2 separate regions of the Sus scrofa genome follow, and region 1 is linked to region 2. The links are chromatin contacts, called in public Hi-C maps. All regions are on one chromosome and are shown on one strand. The core of a region is the stretch at or near the end of the contact, and the rest is flanking DNA. Distances in the headings are between cores, read along the strand shown.

Region 1 (6,835 bases), core at 2,922-5,421, 330 kb after region 2:
TCTTTTAGCAAGGTGAACGAACATACTTAAATAAGCCCAACTTCTGTAATAACAAAAATAAACAATTTTTTTTTTTTCTTTTTATGGCTGCTCCTGTGGCATATAGAAGTTCCTGGGCTAGGGGTCAAATCGGAGCTGTAGCTGCCGGCTACACCACAGCTGCAGCAACACCTGATCTGACCTGAGTTAGATCCTTAACCCACTAAGTGAGGCCACCAGGGATCGAAACCACATCCTCACAGAGACCACGTTGGGTCCTTAACCTGCTGAGCCACAACAGGAACTCCTAAATGTTCTTGACGCATAACTAAATGGAGCGTTTTGATAAATCTTAAAAGAAAATGTAGGAATTCCCTGGTGGCTCAGTGGGTTAGGGACGTGGCATTGTCACTGCGGTGGCTCAGGGCTGCTGCTGGGGTACGGGTTTGATCCCTGGCCGAGGAACTTCCACATGCCGTGGGTGCTGCAAAACAAAAAGAAAAGGGAGAAAGAAAAAAAATGCCAAGTATCACCAATGGGGAGACTATCCAATTATAAATAACAAGGATACGATCTAACCGGCCTCAGAAAACCAAGAGAATTATTCCCCAGGAAGATGGCTGCTCTTTTCACCATGAAAACAGTATCCGGAACTCAGACAGTTTTTTAATTTATTTTTTTCCTAGGGCCGCACCCGCAGCACGTGGAGGTTCCTAGGCTAGGGGTCGAATCCGAGCTGTAGCTGCCAGCCTACACCACAGCCCCAGCCATGCCAGATCCAAGCTGCGTCTGCAACCTACACCACAGCTCACGGCAACGCTGGATCTTTAACCCACTGCACAAGGCCAGGGATGGAACCCGCAACCTCATGGTTCCAAGTCGGATTCCTTAACCACTGAGCCACGACGGGAACGCCTCAGACAGTTATTTACACTGTGCAGGGCCCTCTCACACCCGGGCAACAGGAGCATGGGAGCTATATGGGGAGATTAACATTTTATGGATACAGATTCAAAGGTTACCTCCTAAAAGCTAAAGGAAGTAACTAAAGGTCGTCTCAGCTTTCCACTTCCTCACCAGCTACTTTCCATTCACTACGCAGCTCCCTCAACTCCCCAATAACTTCCTTAAAAAAAAAAAAAAAATGCATTAAAGGAAAACAAGATACAAGTCACTGGAGGGGCCGCCAATGTTCCATTCCTTGCCTGGGTGGGGACTCGCTTTACTGCAGGTGACTCACTGAGATGTGTGTGCTGAAGGAAGGAAAGCGCTCACAGGTGCTGAGTGAAGGGGAAAATGACAATTCTAAAGAGAATCACGTGTAAAAATAGATAAATTACCCACAACCCCATCACACTAACTCAAAAAACTCCCAGTTTCTTTCTTTCTGGCCATACCTGTGGCATATGGAAGTTCCCAGGCTAGGGGATGAATCAAAGCTGCAGCTGCCGGCCCACCCCACAGCCACAGCAAGGCCAGATCCCAGCGGTGTCTGCAACCTACACTGCAGCTCAGAGCAACACTGGATCCTGAACCTGCTGAACAAGGCCAGGGATCAAGCCAGCATCCTCATGGATACTAGCCGGGTTCTTAACCCAGAGTCACCACAGGAACTCCCGCAGTTACGTTCTCATCAAATCATGACATCTTCTGAGACAGGTAAGTGACTGCATCCTCAGTTCACAGACAAAGAACCAAGGCCACCAGGTTGGCAATGGTGGCATCAGGGTTTGCATAAAGCACCAGTGACCTGGAAGTTCATTCTCTTTCCTTTACACATCCTAAGCAGGCAGACCTTATGTAGTTGAGATCTTGAGACACACACACTATTTCACATTCATTTTAAGGTTCCATGGTCTTTAAAGCAATCACTTTCAATGGCTACATAAATAATATTCCAATGTGCTGATGCATCACAATTGAACAACCATTCTTCTAGAGCTGGATTCCTGGAGTGTTTTCAATTTTTTTTTTTTTCTTTTTTGGCCACCCTGCAGCCAGGGATCAGATCCAAGCCTCGGTAGTGACCCATGCTGCAGCTGTGGCAACACTGGATCCTTAAGCCACTGTGCTGGGCCAGGGATTGAATCTGCATCTCAGTGCTGCAGAGATGCTGCCAAACCCGTTGTGAAACAGCTAGAACTCCATTTTCAAATTTTAATTATTATTGATAGTATTGTGGAGAATGCCTTATTGCTGGCTTATTGCTGTCAGTTGTCTTCCCCTCAAATGAAGGAATCATATAGCCTCATCTCTTTTCCTAAACACATTAACAGAAACTTTCAATAGCCTCCCTCCGCTTAAGGAAAAAAAAAAAAGTGTTTTTTTGGTTTTTTTTGTTTGGTCTTTTGTCTTTTCTAGGGCCACACCCACAGCACCTGGAGGTTCCCAGGCTAGAGGCCCAATCAGAGCTGTAGCTGCCAGCCTACACCACAGCTCATGGCAACACCGGATCCTTAACCCACTGAGTGAGGCCAGGGATCGAATCCGCAACCTCATCGCTCCTAGTCAGATTCGTTAACCACTGAGCCACAACGGGAACTCCAAAAAAAAAAAAAAAAAAAAAAAAAAAAAAAGTTTTAATTCTAAACTCCACAGCCCTCAGCATAGGGCTCCGCACTATAATTCTGGGCTTGCTTCGCACTGCGTCATTCACGATCCTGTCCATCATACGTTCATCACACTGTTATCCCATCTACGTGTCATCCCAAATTACCCAACCTTTCATAGTTTATTCGTCTTACACATGTCAAACACGAGCTCTTCATGAAGTTTGCAAACCCATTTCTTTGGTTTTGTTTTGGTTTTTGGGTGCGCCCTGGCACTCAAAAGTTCCCAGGCCTGGGATGGAACCTGAGCCACAGCAGTGATGAGGCTGGATACCTAACTTCCAGAACACCAGGCAGTGGGTTCCTTAAAAAACAAAAACAAAAACAAAACAAAACAAAACAAAACCAGAACCAACTGGGAGTAGTGGCAGAGGGGAGGAATCAGCAGGAGGCCAGAGGAAAAAGCAAAAGCAGGCCAGTCTGGCTCCAGTGCCTACTCTGCACCACTTGGTGGGCTGCTCTTAGGTTAAGTCCTGCATCCTCTCCTTCAGTTTCACACTACAACACGACTGGAGTTCCTGCTGTGCCGCAGCGGGTTAAGGATCTGGTGGCGAGGTGAGGCACCTCCCTGGCTTGGGCACCTCCATATGCCACGGGTGCGGTCAGCAAAACAACTACAACACAACTGTTCTGGAGTCGAGATTTTAACAGGGATCAAATGAAGAACAGAAAAAGAAACAAGTATCATCTAGGAAAAAAAAAAAAAATCTCAAAGGAGCGAACCCCGTGTATATATCCAAAGTGGTCTTCCTACATTCTCCTCCTCCAATACATTCATTCCATCCCTCGCAAACGCCACCTTTATAAAACAGAAACGTCCTTAAGGCCCTTAGAAATCAGAATCCTTGTACCTTCCCAGGTAATCTCACTCCGCGGAACCTTCTCCCTCTCGCACGTTGCACATTTAATCTAAAAAGGCCTCAGAAAAGCTGAATCTCCCAGTTTGGGCCAATAGGTGATCTCCCGGCCATCTAGCTTCGATGCAGCACTTTTCGGGAGGGTGACAAGAATAGCTGCATCGTCTGTCCACCCAGCTGAAAACCAAGCTTCCTGAGCGGAGGGCACGTCCGCCGGGACCACTGCTGCATCCCCCAGTCCTGGCACTGTGTCCTTGGCACGCGGTTCGCTCGCAGCAGTTGCGTAATTCCAAACGAAAGGTACCATTACAGTGAACGCTCCGACTGAATGCACACGCGGGGCCTCCAGCCTGGCCTAAGGGCTCTCTGAGGACCCCCTCGCTTTCCCAGAACGGCATGATGACAACTTCGCAGGAGGAACGTTCAGGCCAAGCTCCTCCGGCAGCGAGGGCCGCAGGAGGAGACCGGGGGAAGCAGACACGTGGGGAGGTGAGGGCGGCAGCCTCACTCGCCGCCTCCGCCCGCCGGCCGGATCCTCCCCGGGCCCGGCAGGCCTCGCTCCCGCCCACCTCTCCCCCTCCGCGCCGCCTCCGCTTCTCACCTGGCGCTCGCCCTGGGCGCTGTATTTGTTCCCTTTACTCAGCCCCAGAGACTTCTCCAGCAGCGTCAACTCAGCGGCCGCCGCCATCTTCCGGCTCCGAGCTCTCGGCAGGGGCGGGACCAGGTCAGCAAGGATCTCCTGCACTGGCTGAGAGGGACGTCCCGTTCCCTCCAACGTCACCTTCTATTGGCTGAGCGTAGGGGGCGTGGAACGTGTTCCCGGCGAGGAGGCGGGACCAAGAGAGGGGGCGGGGCCTAAAGAGGGGTGCGTGACAGATGGGGAGGAGCTGGCAAACCTCCGCTCTCGGATCAGGATTGGCGGTGGAATTTAAATTTGAGGATTATGCAAAGGGCACTGTGGCTGTAGGGGTTCGATCCCTGACCGGGGAACTTCCACAAGCCAGGAGTGCGAGCACCTCTCCCCCAAAAAGGGGAGAGTTTGTATCAAGTGATTTGGGCAAGCCAAGGAAATCAGGTATCATTGGTTTTAATGATCTTTATTTACAATACCGCAAAGATATAATAATGATATAATTTATGTATATTATGTATATTTATGTATGATTTATATGTGATACAATTTATGTAGCTTTGGGTATCGAAATAAAAAATGCACATAACGTTTTCCCCCGAAGTTGCTAAATTCTTATATCTTCAAGGTATAAAATGGGTAGTACGTGTTCAACCCCAAAAGATTTCTGAAAAACAGTTTCCTCATTGAAGAACGAATAAACGATGTGTATTACTCTGAGAGAAATGGAAAAGAAATACAAGATAGTTCATCACTAAGTCAGAAACATAGACGTTTAGTGGGGAACTAAGCTTCTCTACCCTAAAATACTTAAATTAATTCTGGCAGTGGAAAGAAATGTAAGAAAAAGAAAATTTGGCCAAATCAACATAAACAAAATACAAAGGGAATTCCAGTGCAAGTGGATTGTTGTGCATGAATTATCTATTTATTTTCCTTATATAGAGAATTGAATGACTATTTCACTAGTTCCCAAAAGGCCAAGATGAGAGAATTCACTCATCTATTTTCAGTGTTTAGGTACACATTTTACTTGTAATAAAATATTTAAAACATTTGTAGTTATCTAATTCCAATGGGTGGTATATTTAAAATAAGGCTTGGCCTAAATTACTCAAACTGAGGTTTGATTTGAATTCCAGTAAAAATTATTTCAAATCAAATGAAAAGACATGCACCCAAATGTGAAAATGATAACTGGGGGAGTAAATGGGTGGAAAATCAATTTTTAAAGTTATTATTTATTATTTTGGGGCTGTGTCCATGGCATACGGAAGTTCCCAGGCCCTGGATTGAACCCAAGCCACAGCAGTGACAATGGCACATCCTTAACCTGCTAGGCTACCAGGAGACTCCTGAAACACTTTAAATACGTTCAAAGTTATGAGCTCATAATGACATTAAAAAACAAGAACAAAATTCTAGAGAACCCATTCATTATTTTGAAAGGTGATAAATAATGGAAACAAAGTTACTTTTTTAAGATTATCCTATAGCTACTGTATCTCAGGGAAACCAAGTACTGATGAGGGGAAACTTTCTCTTTATAGAAGTGTTCCAGCGAATAAATGAAGATAAAAGAATAGAAAATCATTGTTCTGCACCCTCCAATGAAATCAAGGATCTGGGCAATGATTATCAATAACTTCACATCCTACAAATAGAGGCAAAGAGACAGAATGAGCTTCTGAGAAAGGTACCTATCATCACCTAGAAAGTAGCCTTTCCAGCTGAGTCTGAAGCTGATCAAGCCTTTTGATCTAATAACCAGTTCACAGGAAGTAACAGGGGGAAAGAGGAACAAGTTAGGTGAGACCGTAGAGATGCAATCAGCAAATTCTAGATCACGGAAAACTCTATAGGACAAATGATCTGACTGTTTCAATAAATAACCTGTGAAGGGAAAAGATAAGACAAAGGGGAGATGGAACCCATACATCTAAAGAATTATGAGGACATATCAATTAATTACAATGTATGTATCTTTTTTGCAAGCCTAATTCTTACAACAGCAACAAAACTTAAATAAGACAAACACTGATGGTTGGACATGACAGTGACAGATGTCTATGACACTCCCTTGTAGATGCCAGGGAGAGTAAATTAACTTGCCCAAACTGACATAGCTAATAGATCTGTGCATGAGTCACCTGGGGCATCTAAAAAATGCAGATGGCGTGCCATACTCCTAGAGATCCTGATTTGGTTTGTCTGGGGTGGGAGCAGGCTTTGGTATTTTAAAATATCCCCCCCCCATTTTAACATCCAGCCAGGGTTGAGAACCTCTTTAATACATGGAGATTGTGAATTTCAGGTCAATTTTCTGGTTCTGAAGCCCACACTGTTCTAACTCCCTACAGCCTCCTTTCCCTGTTTTTATGGCGAACTGATGCGTGTTCCACTTCACTCAATATCAGGCATAAGAATGAGGAGACAAGTTGTATTTTCTACCATAGTCAGTAAGTGTATCTTTCAAGGATCCACATATTTGACTTGGAGATATCCATGTGAAGACCGCCTTGCCCATCATAAAAATAACTTGAAGATTTGATTTCATCAAAGGGAACACTTCTTTGATCTGCTGTTATCAGAGTCAAGTTTTAAATCCACAGTACCTGAGGATACAAATTGAATGTCAAAAGACATTAGTCAAGTGCAGCACGAACCGGCTGACTTTCTTTTCTGGAGCAGGCCTGACAGCTTTGTGGATGTCACATTGGCATCTGTTAAAACAAGCTGCATATGCCAGAAACCGTTAC
Region 2 (6,852 bases), core at 4,158-6,657:
TTTGGAAGTTCCCAGGCTAGGGGTTGAATCAGCGCTACAGCCACAGCCACGCCAGATCCTTAACCCACTGAGAGAGGCCAGGGATCGAACCAGCATCCTCGTGGGTATTAGTCGGGTTCATAACCCATTGAGCCACAACAGGAACTCCTCCAATCTGACTCTTTCAGATCCCCAAACCTAGAAGAGTGTCTGGCACATTGTAGGCATTCAAATATTTGTTGAATGAATGAATGGATGAGTGAAGATTGGGTAACTGGTATTTAACATCTGCTTTCCCAGTGGTAGGCATCTTCTCAAATTTTCTCCTCCTTTTTAAAAGATGGCCTTGATTTTCACTTTCCCCTTTTTATCCAGTCTGTGTGGTTTTCCCTGGCCCTCACACACTGCTGGTTACAGCTCTGCTGGTATAGAGGCATCGCAGCCCAGTAATGTCATATTTTCAGGGACCTCCCCACTGACACACAAGAGGCAGGTCCAGGACAAGGGGTACAGAGGGAACCACAGAACGGGGTGGAGCTCAGAGGCCAGCACAAGCCATGAGCCTCAGGCACAGCCCAGTGGAGCTAACTCTCCGAGGACTTCTTGGAACGAAACTCTTCAGGATAGTGGCGCTAGTCATGGAACGGGGTTTCGCATTGTTTTGCTCCGTTAAAAAAAAAAAAAAATAAGGCTTGGTCGGAACATGTCAGTTATTCCGTGAAAATGTCGAAAAGAAGCTTCTGGATGTTTCTAAAGATTCCTTTGCCGGATATTGTGCAGCCAGCCCAAATCCTAGGATGATCAAGAGCTGAGCTGGTGTGAAAAGGCTGAAGCACACACAAGTAACGGATTTGCCATTTGGGTTACAGTGTGGAAAAAAAATCTCTGGAAACAGATTTATGTATTAGTTTTTCACTTTGCCGCCAGATGTCCTTCACGAGTAGGAAAATATGATGGCTCGAATGATATTTTGAAGCTTGAATGCCCAGTATTTTTGAATAGTTGACAGTGAAAGGAAAGTGTGACTGCGTGTAAGTGTTACCACAGACTTTTGGATGAGACGCGTATTTTGAAGGCTGCCTTACAGGTGTAGCTTTCAGAAGCAATGTTTGTTTAACTCTCAAATTTTCATTTCTCATACTCTGCAAACATCTACTTACCATAGTTCCTTTTCTCTCAACTCCAAACTGCTATTTTGAAAGTTGGAGCAAATTATGATATTTAGAAATGCACATGAAGAAATACTCAAATCCTTACATTGTCAAGGATGAAAATGTAGTAAGTTAAGGGGAGTTGCCCAAGGATTCCAGGCGGCCAGCCCTCAGGCTTTTTGACACTAATTTAATGTTAAATTAGTGTCTAAAAGCAGCTACTTAACATCTTTAGCAAGGTCCGTGGGAAGGGACCGAGGTATGGTTTCCCATTAAAAAGCAAAGACGGCAACTGCAATTTATTGCGAACAATATCATTCAAAGGAAAGCAGAGTGTATAAAATATTTAATATATCAGGTTACTGAACAGCCTCTTTTACAATAGAAACTGTCGCATGTGTATAATGGAAACCCTCCCACTGCGAAAGGAAGGTGGGTAACTGCGCTTTTAAAGCAGGTGTGAATTACCAGGTGCATGAATGACACCAAGGGCCCAGGGGAAAGCTTGGCTTTACCGCGAGGGCTCCTCACGCCCCCAATTAGTGGGTGGGAGTGGGGCTGGGACTGGCAACCTATTTCCAGAAAACTGAAGGCCATCTGCACGAGCCGGCAGCCAAGCAACCAGATGTTTGATATGGATTGGCTTCCACATCCGGCTGCTTGACCGAATTCCTCCCCTCTCCACCCAGATGTTTTGGAGACACGGACAGAGAACTTAATGAAGCTTGGCCAGGCACACAGAGGCAGGGGCGGTGATATCTCGGTGTCCTGCAGGGGGCGAAGGACCTCTGGTTTTTCTTCTGGTTGGTCACACATCCCAGCCGACGCTGAAGCCAGACCTGTGTCTCACCCTCGCTCCCTCGCTCTTGAATCACATCTGCGTGGGCGATGGGGAGGGTCAGGGAAGCAGGGAGTGGGTGCAGGTGGTGGTGAGGAGGCCCTTATCCACCTGCAGCTCCAGGTGGCTTGAAGAAGCCGTGGTCCCTATGTTGACGTTATGAAAACTTCAGAACCTCATTGCTTTATGCCCTTTGCCCCAGTGGACCCAAAGTTGTATCTGAGTGTTTTCTGACAAACATGGGTGTATGTGGGGAGCGGAGGGGACGTGAGAAGAGCCTCCTCTGTGGTCCTGCATTGAATGTCCCTGTGTCTGACTCAAGTCACATGTTTTCCCTCTGGCTCTTCAAAGAGTCATGTGCTCTTGTGTGTGTCATCTGGAAGCACCCCCTTTTTCTAGTGCCATACAACAGGACCTCCGAGGCCAACTGGGCGGGGGTGGGGAGCCCGTGGCAGAGCTCAGTCAGGGTCGATGCTCAGAGGTTAATTAATAAGGAATCACTAAGAGCCATTTTAGACCCATGTCATACAGGCCCATCATCCTCTGACCACGAACCCAAGAAAAGCGGAAGATGGGGTGTTTGTGTGTGTTCTCCACTGGATCATGTACGTATATAACAGATGGGTATGCAACAGGTGTGTCACAACTGACTTTTGCATTTTTAAATGGCGTCGCCCAACCCTGGTGGCCCACACTCAGGGTTTTTACAGTTTTCCAGTGCTTTATCCACTGGCCGGATGGGTTGGAGCTGCTTCTACTCTGTTCGTGTCTCCCTAGAAGTTTTAAGAAGGTGTGACTGGGTTTGAGAAAGGAGGAGGCCCTTGGCAGGAAGCCTACATAGACTTGCTGAGATTCCAGATCTTCCGATCAGAGCGCTTGGCTGCTGTGATTTTATGCACTGCAGTGAATGTGTACGGTCATTAACCAGCCCCAGACAGAAGAAAAAGTGATGGAGGCTCTTGAATTCTAAGGTGCCTGGCATCCCAGAGCATATAGTGATGTATTCTCTTTTCAGATGAGAAGAATCCCTGCAGATGGTTAAAGACTGGCCTTCAGTGTTGCTGATGTTGTCTTGCCTGAGAGCAGAGGCTATGGGACAACTGTAGAATTGAAGTCTATCCTAAAGACTGCTGTGTCTGGGGAGTTCCCATTGTGGCTCAGTGGGTGAAGAACCTGACATAGTGTGTGTGAGGATGCGGGTTTGATCCCTGAACTTGCTCAGTGGGTTAAGGAGCTGGTGTTACTACAAGTTGCAGCATAGGTTGCAGATGTAGCTTGGATCCACTGTTGCCATGGGTGTGGCATAGGCCTCACCCACAGCTCTGAGTTGACCCCTAGCCTGGGAATTTCCATATGCTGCAGGTGTGGCCATAAAAAAAGAAAAGAAAAAAAGACGAGTTTGTCTGGGCCAAGACAGAACAACGCACTAAGAGCAATCCAGGGATGGTGGGAGGTAAAGACCTTTATCCATTCAAAACAGATTCTTTGAAATAATATAAAAAAGCCTCTAAGCTTTGGGGAAGCAGAAACCTCATGATCTCCTAAGTTCACAAGTCCCATATATGTGTGTGGTTGGTGTGGCTCCCAATTGCCTTCAACAATGTGAACCCAGGCTGCCAGGTCAGCATTGCAGCTTTGATTTCGAATGTACATGTCTTTACCGGGTGAAAGATGACGTTTTTAGGAGCCCTTCCTTCTAGGATCCACCAATCACTGGGCAGGTGGATAATTCTCAGGTAGGGTAAAGGCACATGAACTTGCATCCTGAATGGCAGATGGTGGTGGGAGTGTTTGGGTGAGGGGACAGTGTCTTTAACCGAGAAGTGGGCAACCCAAGTGGGCTATGATAGGTTTTACCTGCTGGGCCTTGCCTCATGCTCCCAGCCACCTGAGTTTCAGGGCCCTGTCTCTGATCCTGCATGGGAGCATGCCAAGCCCCTCCCCTTTCTGAAATTGCCTTTACCACCTCTCAAGTTTTAATGATCTTGCATCCTGTTCAGTACTTTAGGATGCGACATCAACAGACAAACGGGAGCAGCAGAGACACATTTCCAAGAAGCTGGGGGGAGGGGGGCTTTTCTATTATACTGATTACATCCTCCTCCTTTGGCATGCCAGCTTTAGAAGCCAAGTCGAAGCCGGAATGAAGAGATAAATCAAAATACCCCGTCCCGGAGCCCTCAGGACACTGGGTCTGGCTTACATTTGGTCCTCTCTGTGGCGTCTGGGAGCAGCTTCTGCGAGGGTGTGTCCCAACTTCCACCAGCTGCCTTTGGAAGTCACGCTAAACGCCTATATAACATCAATTAGCGAAAATAAGGAAGAAATGGGAAATCCATACTTCTCTGGTCTTCCTCAGTTGATTCAGGTGGCGTTGATTTAACAGCTGATTTTGCTTTTATTTAGTTAAGGCAGCATTTAGGCCTTTTATGTGATCGTAAAGAAGAGAGGTTCGCACTGGGGTGTTGATCAGATCTCTTTGCCTTTGCTACCTCGCCCCTCCTTGGGCGCTGGCGAGAATTCTCGGTGCTTGAAACCTACGCGCTGCGGAGGCAACGCCTCGGGGGAGAGGGAGGGTGAAAGAAGGGGGCGGGCCTATTTAAATACAGACGAGACGCGCCTCTCTATTGGCCGCCGGCCTGCCCGTTACTCGGGAGGGCGGGGCGTCCCAGGGGCTGGAGTGCGGTACCTGAGCTAGACGCGCACCAGAAAGCCCACGTTGGCCGCTGCCGGCAGCACCGCGCTGGGAGGCGGGAGCCGGTGAAACCCCGCGCCGACTGCGCTGTCCTGAGCACGGGTCCGGTTGCCTCTCGTCCCTTCTGCGAGGGGGGTTTGCAGGGCAGCCCGGCGAACACCGAACGGAAAGCAAGAGCCTCACCGCCTCCGCCTGGGGAGTCGAGCGGCGCGTGGAGATTTTGAGCGAGAGCGGCAGTGCCCGAGGGCGGAGGGGCGCAGAGTTTGTGCGCGACTGGGAAGTTTCAGCCTCGCGGAGAAGGCTGGCATCTTGGGACGCCTTGTCGCCACGGCCCGGGCCCTACGGCGGGGTAAACTTCACCGCGGCCGCGCGAGTCGGGGCGAGGCGTGCGCGAGGATGATGACGGGTATCCCCCGCAGCTGGTGAGCGGCCCCGCTCCCCCGCCGTCCCGGGTCCCGCTCAGCCTCCCGGGAGGGCGCGAGGCAGCGCACGTGCGCGGGCAGCCAGACCCGAGAGAGACCGTGCCGTGACCCGCCCAGGGGCGGGGGCGCTGGCGGCAGCGCGGCCCCCACTCGGACGCACCTGGTCTGGACCGTCAGCCTCCGGAGATCTGCGCGGGAGTGCGGGGCTCCCCCTTCCTCTCCAGTGGTTCTCCCGGGGATCGCCCCCTTCGTCTCCCCTCCAGTCTGGGCATCTGGGGGCGCCCCAGACGACCATGAGAGATAAGGACTGAGGGCCAGGAAGGGGAAGCGAGCCCGCCGGGAGCTGGCGGGGGCTGTTCACGCCAAGGGCCACAGCGGCCGCGCTCCAGCCTCGCTCAGCCGCTGCACGCCTCGCGGGGCCCGCGGGGCCAGCCCGGCCGGGCGGGGATGCCGGGCCTGGGGCGGAGGGCGCAGTGGCTGTGCTGGTGGTGGGGGCTGCTGTGCAGCTGCTGCGGGCCACCGTCGCTGCGGCCGCCCCTGCCCGCCGCCGCCGCCGCCGCCGCCGGGGGGGCGCTGCTGGGGGACGGCGGGAGCCCGGGCCACGCGGAGCAGCCGCCCCCGCCGCAGACCTCTTCCTCCGGTTTCCTCTACCGGCGGCTCAAGACGCACGAGAAACGGGAGATGCAGAAGGAGATCCTCTCGGTGCTGGGGCTCCCGCACCGGCCCCGGCCCCTGCATGGCCTCCAGCAGCCGCAGCCCCCTGCGCTCCCGCAGCAGCAGCAGACTCACGGGGAGCCCCCGCCCGGGCGGCTGAAGTCTGCGCCCCTCTTCATGCTGGACCTGTACAACGCCCTGTCCGCCGACGACGAAGAGGACCTGGCTTCGGACAAGGAGATGGGGCAGCCCGGGCTGCGCGGAGGGACTGGCTCGTCCCCGCCTCGGCAGCCGCCCCCTCGCGCCGCGCATCCCCTCGGCAGCAGGAGCCTCCTGGCCGCCGGACCTGGTGGCAGCGCTTCCCCACTGACCAGCGCGCAGGAGAGCGCCTTCCTCAACGACGCCGACATGGTCATGAGCTTTGTGAACCTGGGTAAGGACTGGGGGTAGCGTAACGGCTGGAATATTCTCTCCTTTCCAGTCTCTCTGGCCCAGGGAGTGGGGTTGAGAGGGTGGAGAAGCCCCCTGGCTCGGGGGTCCGGGGTGGCGCGGCGGGAATGCGGGGACAGGCCGGCTGCCCTCCCGTCACCTGCGCTGCGGGAGCCGCAAGGGCACTCCCCGCGCGCCGGACCGGGCGGCGGGAGGCGGCCGGCAGACTGGGGCGCGTCTCGGTGACGGCCTGAGCGCGTCCCGCGCTTTCCCCACTAGTGCCCGGTTTGGGCCCCGTTCACTCTATTGTGGCAGAAAAATGGGGCAGGATTGGCTCCAGCTGGGAAGAAGGCTCTTCAACAACCTTCCCCTCTTGTTTTGTTCTGCATCCTCAACGCTCTGAGTGCCAGGGTTCCCACCGGGACTTTTAGGGAATCCGACAGCAGCTGAGTACTTTGGAAACTTGACATGACTGTGTTATTCGGTATCCACGGAATTGGGGGAGGAGGGTTGCAGAAGGAGGTCCCGAAAGGACCGCCAGTCCCAGCCAGGCGGGGCTCGCGCGGCTTTGAGGCCGGATCCCGAGCCCAGTTGGGGTAACCCACCCAGTACCCTCGCTCACTTGCTTTTGGCCAGCGCCCCAAGAGGCTGAACTTCTGATCGGTGCGGCTGAAGTTGCAAGAG

The links. A called contact is a pair of places that touch in the nucleus more often than the background predicts.
Region 1: a Hi-C map of heart right ventricle shows a contact between it and region 2, with 4 times the contacts expected there. The contact joins the promoter of EEF1E1 here to the promoter of BMP6 in region 2. A contact is called at or near these places in 2 of 47 Hi-C or Micro-C datasets (heart right ventricle and liver).

The regions. Positions count from the first base shown.
Region 1 is chr7:5,386,462-5,393,296 of Sscrofa11.1, forward strand. EEF1E1 (eukaryotic translation elongation factor 1 epsilon 1) reads right to left here and starts at 4,172. Exons shown (of 4, transcript NM_001243545.1): 1 at 4,047-4,172. The coding sequence starts at 4,133.
Region 2 is chr7:5,053,410-5,060,261 of Sscrofa11.1, forward strand. It overlaps BMP6 (bone morphogenetic protein 6), which reads left to right and starts at 5,408. Exons shown (of 7, transcript NM_001168001.1): 1 at 5,408-6,172. The coding sequence starts at 5,533.